Linked DNA regions of Sus scrofa: regions 2 and 3 are each linked to region 1. Evidence: chromatin contacts called from public Hi-C and HiChIP or PLAC-seq data. All regions are on one chromosome and are shown on one strand. Each heading gives the region's core, a stretch centred on a gene start, on an enhancer-like site or on the middle of the called end of the contact. The rest is flanking DNA. Distances are from core to core; before and after follow the strand shown.

Region 1 (3,638 bases), core at 319-2,818:
AATATACACACGCGCGTGCACGCCGTGACACACACACACTACACACAGACACAGGCACACACCTTCCACCACCAGACAATAGCCAGGAGCCTCCGGAACCGTCAAAAGGCCTGCACTTCCCCGACTGTCTTGAGAGCTTCCAGTTCTCCCTTAGTCAAGAAATATTGATTGCTAGGCCCTGCTGGAGTAGAGAAGATAATGCTGGCTCCTGCCCACTTGGAGGCTCTTTTTGCTCATTGCTTTCTTTCTTTCTTCTCCTCCCCTCCTACTTTAATTTCTCTCCTTGATGCTCCTCTTCTCGTCTTTTGCTTCCAATCCTCTCTCCTCGTTCCCTCCCCCAAGCAGGCGAGTAGCAGAGCTCTCTGGTCACCAGCTGTCTCTTCCCCATCCAACTCCTGTCGCGCTGAGGTGGCTCCGGGCCTTCACCCCCTCCCCTGTCTGACCCTGGCTTCTCCTTTCTCTCCCACCTCATCTCCTTCTCATCCGGCCTTCGGCCTCAGTCTCTCATCTCACCCCGAACCAGGCTCCTTCCTCTTTGTGCAGCCGTCTTTCTCCACCTGCATCCCAGATTCCCCGTCTCAGCGTCAGCTCCTTGGCCTTTGGCTCGGGCTCCCTCGCCCCCACCCCAGCTTCCAGTCGTCTAGCCCGCGGGTCCCCGCGCGTGTGCTCGTGCACGGGTGTCCCTCTCTCAGGCCTCGGAGCCCCGCTCCTCCGCCGCCCGCCCCCCGGCGCTGTGGGCGGTCCAGGGCGGGGCTGCGATCCGGGGCGGCTCCCGGGGCTCGGGTTGTGGGAGGTGCCCTCTCCCCGGTCTCCCCCTCGCTTCCCCCCGCCCCGTCTCCTCCTGCACCCTCCTTCTTCCCTCCGCCCGGGAGCTCTTCCCGGTCCCCGGCGCCGCCTCCTTCCCTCCCGGCTCCCCGCTCCCGCGGCCGCCGCCGCCCCGGGGAAGGAGAGACGGGGGTGGGGTTTGGGGGAGGCGAGAGAGGAGGGGGAGACCCTGGCCGGGCAGGAGCCCGGATTCGCGGGGAGGAGGGCCGGGAGGAGGGGAAAGGTGGAGGAGAGAGGAGGGGGGGAGCGGGGAGGAGCGGCCGGGCCTGGGGCCTTGAGGCCCGGGAGAGCCGGGGAGCTGGGCCGGCGCGCCGAGGTAAGAGCCAGGGCCGGGGGGCTCGGGGCCGGAGAGGGGCGCGCGGGAGGGCCGAGCCGAGAGCCGGAGGCCGGGGGAGCGGCGGGGAAGGAACCGGGAGCGGCGAGGCGGCCGAGCCCGGGAGCGTGGGGAAGCCGGGCTCGGGCGAGCCGCGGGGGCCGGGGGAGAGGAGGTGGTGAGAGGTGGAGTCCCGGGAGGGTGGGGGGGCCGAGGGAGGCAGGAGGAGGGTGGGGACAGGCTCTCTCTCCTCCTCTCCCCCACCCGCGCCGGGCTCCGCCCCCGCCTCCTCCGCGGGGCGCTCTCCAGTCCCCCGGCTGAGCCGGGTCGGAGCCCGGGAGGCGGCCCGGAGGGAGGCCGGGCCGCCTCCCGGGTCCGGACCGGCACTGGCGGGGCTCGGTCCCGTCCTCACGGCCGCCTCTCACTCAGATGCTGCTGCTGCTGCTGGCGCCGCTCTTCCTCCGCCCCCCGGGCGCGGGCGGGGCGCAGACCCCCAACGCCACCTCAGAAGGTGCACCCTTCTCCAGCGACCTCGGGCACCCCACCACCCCACTCCCCCTTTCCTTGCATCCGCTCTGCTATCCGGTCGGCCCTACATGGCATCCCGGCCTGGCCAGCCCGTCTGCTCGGCCCCACTTTACTACTCCTGACCTCCTTTCCATCACCCCCCCGTCATTACCCAGCACGCCTTTTCTCTGCCCCCCCATTACTCTACCAGGCCACCTCTCTGTGACACCACGTTATTTCCTCAACCCCATCCCTCTTCCCTGGCCCCACATTGCTACCTCAGTTCCGCCTTTTCCCTCCTTCCACATTGCTGCCCAGGTGGCATTAGAAGACCCCCTCTCCTTTCCTCCTTATTCTGCTGAGATTCTCCTTTAGCCTGTCTTACAAGTTCACTCGCATAGTCTATCTGTTCACGATTTCTTAATTACTTTTCTCCATTATCCCAACCAGCACCCTTCTATTCCCACTTGTGGGCGCTCTGATGAGCCTTAGCCCTGGCTCATTTTGCTTTGTCCTTTAGCCCAGGGTTCCAGTACCCACCCCCACTCCCACCCTCCAACACCCCATCCCATCCCCTCTGTCCTCCACCTGCCCACTGACCTCGCCCTGCGCCCCCCGCTGCCTCCGGCTGCTGACTCCGCCTTTTCCTTTCCCCCACCTTCCCTCTCTCTCCGCCTTCCCCTGGACGCAGGTTGCCAGATCATACACCCGCCCTGGGAAGGGGGCATCAGGTACAGGGGCCTGACTCGGGACCAGGTGAAGGCGATCAACTTCCTGCCCGTGGACTATGAGATTGAGTATGTGTGCCGGGGGGAGCGCGAGGTGGTGGGGCCCAAGGTCCGCAAGTGCCTGGCCAACGGCTCCTGGACAGATATGGACACACCCAGCCGCTGTGGTGAGTAGCCTCGCAAAGCCCCTCCCCTCTTCAAGCCAGTTCTTCTTCCTGCCTCAAACTTAGCTTTATTGCCTGCAAGTCAGCACTTTAAATCCAGTGTAGTGAAATTTACCAGTATATGTGCTGAAAGACCACTATGTACAGGGACTTTGCTGTGTGCCGTTGAAGGCTGTAAAGTTAGCAGCCTGCACACTTCATTTCATCCTCCCTTCAGTAGGCCACTATTTGAGAAAATAACTTGGCTATTCATCTTGTGAATTGATCTCTTTGAGGATTATTAGTGACAGATTATGCAGAAACATCCTAAAATGATTTCATCACATTTTTTAATATCTGTCTCCAACGCAGAGACCCTATGCCGCCAATAACACCCAGTTTTTAACATGACTATAAGCCAACTATAATAAGGCAAATCTGATTGTGCATCTAAAGTTACATACATCCACACATCTCAAAGCCAGAGAACCACCCACTGTACCTGACTTTGAAGAGATCCCATTTTATGTGCTTATAGCTCCATCTTGGGTTCCTATGATGGAAATGCTAGCTTGCTTTCCTTTTTTTTTTTTTTTTTTTTGATTGTGTGGTGGATGCTTACAGGGTTTTGAGAAGAGAGGAAGCTAGAGAAGTGAATCCTTTTTACACTTGATTTCCTGTGGACCCAAACCCAAATCTGAATCCCCTCTTTGCTCTCTAAGGGGAAGGAATCTTCTCCAACTAGCCTCTCTCTTTATTTTCCTGTCTCCACAGTCCGAATCTGCTCCAAGTCTTACTTGACCCTGGAAAATGGGAAGGTTTTCCTGACGGGTGGGGACCTCCCAGCTCTGGACGGAGCCCGGGTGGATTTCCGGTGTGACCCCGACTTCCATCTGGTGGGCAGCTCCCGGACCATCTGTAGTCAGGGCCAGTGGAGCACCCCCAAGCCCCACTGCCAGGGTGAGGGGAACAGCTGCGTGCATGCAGCTGATGAGGATGCTTGTCAGAGGATGGGAGTGGGGTGGGAATGGCTGGTGGGGAAAAGCAGGGTGCTGTACAAAGTGGGGGACTTTGGGGAGGCAAAGGCCCAAAAAAGGCCCAACCTTTTCCTCCATTCTCCCT
Region 2 (3,638 bases), core at 370-2,869, 180 kb before region 1:
ACCTGCCCATATGGTCAAGCAGATCTATAATGCTTATCACTGCAGAGAGAACAGAACCCTGCCTCGTTCCGCTCCCTCATGTCCCCGTTCGTTCTTTTTATTTTGGTGTTCACCTTCATTTTTTGTAAATAACATGAGTTTGGGGCATGGTCCTCTAATTTTCCACTGTGGAGAAGGAAGATGAGCTCTGTTCCTCCCCATACCACCCACCAGGCTCACCCGCACACCTGCCACGCTCACCCGCACGTCCCATCCTTTCCCTCCCTTCAAGGTAGACACCTGACATCGGTTGGCTGATTGCTGACTATGTTCATTATCATGTCTGTGTCCAAGGGAGTTACAGCTGGTCATGAGGCCAAACTATGATTACTCTTACTTCCTGTACTGGTTTTCCTCCAAGTTTTGATGTCTGAAAAACAATCTCATACACACTTTAGTATGCATCCACTTAGTCACGGTTATTGTTGTCCTATGGAATTAGTGCTTCCTTAAGCTTCTCACATGTTTATCTGTCTCTGCTTATGGCTGCCTCCTGCCTCCGCCCCTTTCCTGCTGGATTGACTGCCCTCTTCCTGGGAGGGAAATGTTAGGAGCTCTCTCAGCAGAGATTTGTGCTAAATTACTTTTCTTTTCTTTTTTTTTTCTTTCTAGGGCCACACCCTCGGCATATGGAGGTTCCCAGGCTAGGGGTCGAATCAGAGCTGTAGATGCTGGCCTATGCCAGAGCCACAGCAACGCAGGATCCAAGCCGCGTCTGCAACCTACACCACAGCTCATGGCAATGCCGGATCTTTAACCCACTGAGCAAAGCCAGGGATCGAACTCACGTCCTCATGGGTACTAGTTGGATTCGTTACCACTGAGCCATGACAGGAACTCCGAAAAATACTGATTTTTAGTCTCCTTCAGACTGTTCTGTAATTGACGTTCTTAGGGTGGCACTTCTCCAGGTAGTATCTTCCCTTGTGGAAAGGGGTCATTTTTTCATGTGTTTTTTGGTTTGTTTGCTTTGGGTTTTCTTGGAGTTTTGGCCACACCCATGGCATGTGGAAATTCCCAGGGCCAGGAATTGAACTGGCACCACAGCAGTGACAATGTTTAATCCTTAACTGCTAGGCCACCAGGGAACTACCTTTTTTTCCTTTTCTTTGTCTTTTTATGGCTGCACCTGCAGCATATGGAAGTTCCCAGGCTAGGATCTGAGTCCTGAGTCTAGAGCAGAGGAGGTGTCCCATTCCAGCCACCACAGCCTGGACTGTCACAGCCACTCAGGATTTAAAGAGTAAAAACAAAATTCCTTGAGCATGTCAGTGTACTGGTCTGTTTTCTTGTGAAACTGAAAAAAAAAATTCAGACTGACCACTTGACTCACAGCGTGCCTGGCAGAAACGAATTATGCCACTGCACCATGGCAGGAACGCCCTTATTTATTTTTGATAACAGTATCCTAAGATGGGTTCTTGTCCCCAGTTTTCAAACCAGGAATCTGGAAGCTCAAGGAGATTAAGTAAACCTCCCAAAGATCACACAACTAACATGTGAGTCAGGATATGAATCAGGGTCTTCCTGTTTCTAGAGCTCATGGTTTTCCCTGAGCCCAAAGGTATGAGGTCATTGCTTTCCCAAGAGACTAGAAGGAAGTACCCAAAGTTGGTCCCCTTTTCTATGAGGAACAAGCTGATGCTCAGGGGGTAGAAGCAGCACGCAAATGGGGGTGATTTTCCAAAGGTCAAAGTCATTGACTGAGCCAAGACCGGAATAGCAGGCCTTTACATCTGCAGGGTGGGCACCTTGACTTGTGCATTCATTGTTATTTCTGCTTGGTTCTTTGGGCCACTCACTCAGTCTCAGAATCCCTATACAAAGAGACTGCTGTGAGGGGATGGTAATGGCTTTATTGTCATGATGAGGATAATTAGCTCTTAAGTCTTCTTTCTAATGGGGATGGGAGGGAGAGAATTTACCAAGATACTCTTCACTGGTGATAGCCCCCTAGTCCCAAATTAAAGATAATCTACACAGCAATTCTCATTAGTTTAGGTTTTTGTTCTTCCGTGAATTAGAATATATTTCCTTCCTTCCTTCCTTCCTTCCTTCCTTCCTTCCTTCCCTCCTTTCTTGTTTTTGCTTTTTTAGAGCCGCATCTGCAGTATGTGGAGGTTCCCAGACTAGGGGTCCAATTGGAGCTGCAACTGCCAGCCTACAACACAGCAACATCAGATCTGAGAGCCACGTCTGCCACCTACACCACAGTTCATGGCAATGTCTTGATTCTTAACCCACTGAGTGAGGCCAGGGATGGAACCCGCAACCTCATGGTTCTTAGTCGGATTCGTTTCCCCTGTGCCATGATGGGAACTCCTTCTTTCTTTCTTTCTTTTTTTTAATTCCCTACTCCGACATCCAGGCAATGAAGCTACACTTTTTTTGAAGTCAGGGCACATCCAGCCCTAGAGAGGCTGTGACCAGAGGCCGCTCCTGGCTCCACTTCTTCCTTCACCTGTGGTTCTGAGTATCTGAGATTCTGGTTCTGCCACCTCCGTCATGTTTGCCCTAGAGTGCTTGACTGGACTTATCCCAGGTTTTCAACTTTGCCCCAGGTTTCTCCATCACATATGAGAAAAAGAATAGATAAGTGAGGGTTTTCTTACTTTTTTTTTTTTTTGGTCTTTTTGCCATTTCTTGGGCCGCTCCTGTGGCATATGGAGGTTCCCAGGCTAGGGGTCCAATCGGAGCTGTAGCCACCGGCCTACACCAGAGCCACAGCAACGCAGGATCCGAGCCGCGTCTGCACCTACATCACAGCTCACGGCAACGCTGGATCCTTAACCCACTGAGCAAGGGCAGGGGCCGAACCCGCAACCTCATGGTTCCTAGTTGGATTCGTTAACCACTGCGCCACGACGGGAACTCCCAGGGTTTTCTTACTTCTAAATACATTCTTTTTGGTGCCCATTTAAGATGCTTACACCAGTATGATTCTGACTTGGACTTGTCATCTGAGACATCATTCACTGAGCTTCCCTCCAGGAGCTCATTCTAAGGGAATCTGCCCCAACACCATCTTCAACATTAACTGCTTACTAAATGCCAAGCACTGTAACAGGCCCATCACATTTGTGATATTGTGATTTGTAAGAAGTAGATGTTTGGTCATTGAGATATATTTCTCATATATATTTGACTTTTGTGCATAATTTCTGGTTCAACAATTCCCTATACCTTTGGAATTTCCTGAAGGATAAAAGCAGTGGGAACATCTCTTGTTATGCTATGTGATATGTTGTCCTCCTTTCCTAAAAATTCTTCAGATTCATAAAGGTGAAATGAGTAGCTTGTTATTTATTTGTTTGTTTGTTTGTTTATTTATTTATTTTTAGGGCCTCACCTGTGACATATGGAGGTTCCCAGGTTAGGGGTTGAATCGGAGCTGTAGCTGCTGGTCTACACCACAGCCACAGCAATGCCAGATATGAGCTGCGTCTGTGACCCACACCACAGCTCACAGCAACCCCAGATCCTTAACCCACTGAGGGAGGCAAGGGATCAAACGTGCATCCTCATGGTTACTAGTTGGTTTCCTTACCGCTGAGCCGCAATGGGAACTCCAGGGTGGCTTGTTATGAAAAACAACTGAG
Region 3 (3,638 bases), core at 426-2,925, 150 kb before region 1:
AGGGGACAGTTCTGACTGGAGGGAAGAAAAGGCTTTAGAAAGCAGAAACTGGAGATCAGTGACATCTCCCCCGGGGACACAGGTTCAATCCCTGGCTGGGCACAGTGGCTTAAAGGATCTGGCGTTGCTGCAGCTCCGATCTGATCCCTAGCCTGGGAACTCCATATGCCTCAGGGCACCCAAAAAAGGAAAAAAAAAAAAAAAAAAAAAAAAAAGAAGCAGAAACCGGTTACAGTGAGCCTTGAAAGATAAATTTCCAGTTGGGTACGAGAGGGGTAGGAGAGTATTTAATGTCTCTGAACTGTACACTAACAAATAGTAAAAATGGTTAAAAAAAAAAAAAGAATGAGAGGAAAGGAGAGCTTTGCAAAAGGAAGGAGCTACATGGTAAAAGCATTAGAAGCAAGAAAGGAAGTTAATTCAGCAAACAGCAGGTACCAATGGCCAGTCTGGCACTGGACATATGGTGCCAGGGGCCGGCAGCTGAGCCATGAGACTGGACAAGAAGGCAGGATCCTGCCTGCAGGTGGCCTTGAAGCCTTGCTAAAGTCACAGGCTTTCTTTGGGCCCTAGGGATCCAGGGGCGGATTATGGAAGGGGAGGGACATGATGGGGTGTGTGATTTGGGAAGCTTGGCAGGTGACCGGAAAGGGGAGCATAGGCTGGAGCCTGGATGACAGGTGGGCAGCCTGGATTTGGGGGTGGCGGTTGTGGAGATGATGCAGAGGGAAAGATGAGCCAAGCTTCTGAGGAGGCCATTTCCAGAGCTGGAGCCTGGGTGACAAGCAAGAGATCTGAGAGGCAGACGGAATGATAATGTCCCCAAGACCAGATGGGCTAGTATCTGCCACACCTCCTGCTCTCAAAAACAAGAGCTCTGCTTGGAGGAAGCCTTCTTGGACTCTCTCTCCTCTCTGAGCCCCAGCAGTCAAGGTCTGGCTAAATCTCATATCCAATCTGGATCCGGGAGGCCCCGGCCACACTGCCCAGAAGCTGAGGAGGGGGCCTCCCGCCCTCTTCTCCTTCCCTAGCGTGAAGGCACGGCTACAATTCTCTGGGTTCCATCACCATGGGGTCCTCTCGGCAGGAGCTGATGTTCCCCCTAAGGCTGCAGATGACCACACATCCACGTGGAACTGCGTGCCCCTCAGTCTGGGTCCCAGCAGCCTGGGGGTCCCTGGAAGTGGATGCCCGTAGCCCTTTCACGCAACCCCCTCCCCCTCCCCCTGCCCTGTTCCCTCCCCACCCCCCACCGCGGGACACTGTCCTGCTCCAATGGGCCCCACGCTGACCCCATACCTCTTACCCGGTAGGGCTGGATGGCTTCATCCAGGAAGCCCACGGCGTGGGCCTGGTGGGAGGGACCCTCCCGGCAGAAGACACAGAGGAACTCGGCATCATTCTCGCAGAAGAAGTAGATCTTCTCGCCATGCTCCTCGCAGTAAGTCTCCCCCAGAGGGCCCAGGGGCACGGGGACTAGGACGGGCTCTGTCTGCTCCTTCTCCTGGCAGACTGGACAGAGCAGGACCCTGCTGGAGGGCTGGGCCCCCATCTGGGGGGGCAGGGGGAGGCAGAGCCGGCAGAAGGTGTGTCCGCAGGCGGCGGTCACCGCATCCTCCAGTCGCCCTTGGCAGTCCGAACAGACGGCCCCTTTGTGGGAGGGGGTCAAGGGCATCCCGGTGCCGCCCGGCCCGTTCACTCTGGTCTCTGCCCTGATCCCACGCGAATTCTCTTTCCCTGAAATTGAGTCACGGAGGGAAAGGAATAGGAGGCCAAGCGAGGGGAAGGCGGGAATGGAGAGCGAGGAGGACAGGAGTGTCTGGACAGACAGACGCCTGACTCCACCTCTTGTGCTTCCCAGAGTCCCCGCCACCACCTATCAGCTGAGCGAGTCCAAACTCCAGGGCATCTCGAATTACCCAGCATTTCCCAACAGGGGCCCCTGTCCGCCCGGTTCTCCTCTCCTTCTGGTCCTTCCAGCCCCTGGGGTGGGGAGGAGAGCATGCCATGAAGTCACAGGGAGAGGGGGTTTCCTGGAACCCCTACCTTGATCACAGTGGGGTCAAGGGGAGTTGGGGAGGATCTGCTGCTTCCTGTCCGACTGAGCAGGTGAGAGCCATAAACTTCGGGCTTTGAGGTGTGCACACGGCAGCGGCAAAGTCCAGCCGGAGTGGGAGGTGCTGACTTCCAGGAAAGTCTGTTCCATTCTGGGGGGCAAGTGAAGATTGCTCACCAGGGCCCCCTCCTCTGGCCGCCTTCCCTTCTCACCTCCTCAGCTTGGGCTGGTCTCTCCCATCCCCACCGTCTCCCAGCACCAGGGTCCCCACTGAAGGATGGATAACTCTGAACTTCAATTTTAGTTTTAACTGCAGGAGGGAGAAGGCAAGAAAGCATAATACAAACCATTCGTGTTGATACAATTTAGAAAACAATTGAAAAGAGAGACAGGTTCAACCACATTTATCTAAGGCTTAGTGTTTTCATATTATTACATCCAATCTGATAACAACCCTTGCGGGCAGGTGATGAGTACAGGAAATGTAAACTGAAAGGTAAAGTGACTTCCCCAAGGTCACAGAGCTAGAAAGCTGCAAGGCTGGGGTCCATGCGGGTCTCCAGGCTTCCAGCTCTGTGCCCTTCCTGAACTCTGAGCCAAGAGAATGAGCAAACAGCCAGGGTGCTTCATCCACTCACCTGCATCTGTGGATAAAACCAAGGAAAACTCATTCCAATTCTCCTCTGGATGATCGGTGCCCCACCCCATTTCGCTCCCTTCCCACTCCAGCTATTTTGTATGTCACCTTCCCTTCCCCCACCTCCTATACCTCTGCCCCCAACAAGGAGCTGCACTGTCCAGCACAAGAGCTCTAACTACATGAGGCTGCTGAGTATTTGAGATGTGGCCAGTCCAAACTGAGATGTGTAAAATATGCCCTGACTTCAAAGATTTAGCACCAATTAAAAAGAATGTAGGGGAAAAAAAAAAAGGAGTTCTTGTTGTGGCTCAGTGGTAAGGAACCCAGTTAGTATCCACGAGGATATGGGTTTGATCCCTGGCCTCGCTCAATGGGTTAAGGATCTGGTGTTGCTGTGGCTGTGGTGTAGGCCAGCAGCTATAGCTCTGATTCCACCCCTAGCCTGGGAACTTCCATATGCTACAAGTGTGACCCTAAAAAATGCAAAAAAATAAAAATAAATACATACAAAGTGGAGTTCCTGCCGTGGTGCAGTGGAAATAAATCCGACTAGGAACCATGAGGTTGCAGGTTCGATTCCTGGCCTTGCTAAGTAGGTTAAGGATCCATTGTTGCTGTGAGCTGTGGTGTAGGTCGAAGATGTGGCTCAGACCCCGAGTTGCTGTGACTGTGGCGTAGGCCTGCAGCTGCAGCTCTGATTCGACCCCTAGCCTGGAAACTTCCATTTGCCACAGGTGTGGCCCTAAAAAACAAAAAAGAAGAAGAGGAAGAAGAGAACGTAACATGTCTTGTGACCCTTTTGCTCTACTGATTACATGCTGATAATTGTGGGCTAAATATTAGTTAATTTCACCTTTTACTTTTAAAATATGGCCACCAGGGCGTTCCCTTGTGGCGCAATTGGTTAAGGATTCGGTATTGCCACTGTGGGGGCTTGGGTCA

The links. A called contact is a pair of places that touch in the nucleus more often than the background predicts. HiChIP or PLAC-seq counts read pairs in DNA pulled down with a chosen protein or histone mark.
Region 2: a contact with region 1 is called in an H3K27ac HiChIP or PLAC-seq map of alveolar macrophages. The contact joins the enhancer-like site here to the promoter of GABBR1 in region 1. A contact is called at or near these places in 6 of 47 Hi-C or Micro-C datasets (epiblast stem cells, fetal skeletal muscle, liver and 3 more) and 2 of 2 datasets of contacts at active chromatin or transcription factors (alveolar macrophages and skeletal muscle).
Region 3: a Hi-C map of alveolar macrophages shows a contact between it and region 1, with 2.1 times the contacts expected there. The contact joins the promoter of TRIM15 here to the promoter of GABBR1 in region 1. A contact is called at or near these places in 1 of 5 promoter capture datasets (liver), 14 of 47 Hi-C or Micro-C datasets (alveolar macrophages, embryonic fibroblasts, epiblast stem cells and 9 more) and 2 of 2 datasets of contacts at active chromatin or transcription factors (alveolar macrophages and skeletal muscle).

Annotation. Positions count from the first base shown.
Region 1 is chr7:22,575,043-22,578,680 of Sscrofa11.1, reverse strand. It overlaps GABBR1 (gamma-aminobutyric acid type B receptor subunit 1), which reads left to right and starts at 1,568. Exons shown (of 14, transcript NM_001123114.1): 1 at 1,568-1,649; 2 at 2,337-2,540; 3 at 3,291-3,476. The coding sequence starts at 1,568.
Region 2 is chr7:22,751,347-22,754,984 of Sscrofa11.1, reverse strand. No RefSeq gene overlaps it. Among named protein-coding and RNA genes, the nearest start is that of TRIM26, 14 kb to the left of the region's middle. Within about 2 kb of position 1,619, at least 5 of the 83 cell types and tissues checked have an H3K27ac peak or open chromatin away from gene starts, as enhancers often do. A contact at or near this core is called in alveolar macrophages, where this site is marked.
Region 3 is chr7:22,729,779-22,733,416 of Sscrofa11.1, reverse strand. It overlaps TRIM15 (tripartite motif containing 15), which reads right to left and starts at 1,675. Exons shown (of 7, transcript NM_001123208.1): 1 at 1,307-1,675. The coding sequence starts at 1,675. LOC110261490 (a long non-coding RNA gene) reads left to right here. Exons shown (of 5, transcript XR_002345605.1): 4 at 1-933; 5 at 1,314-1,442. It also overlaps a transcript of TRIM10 not described here.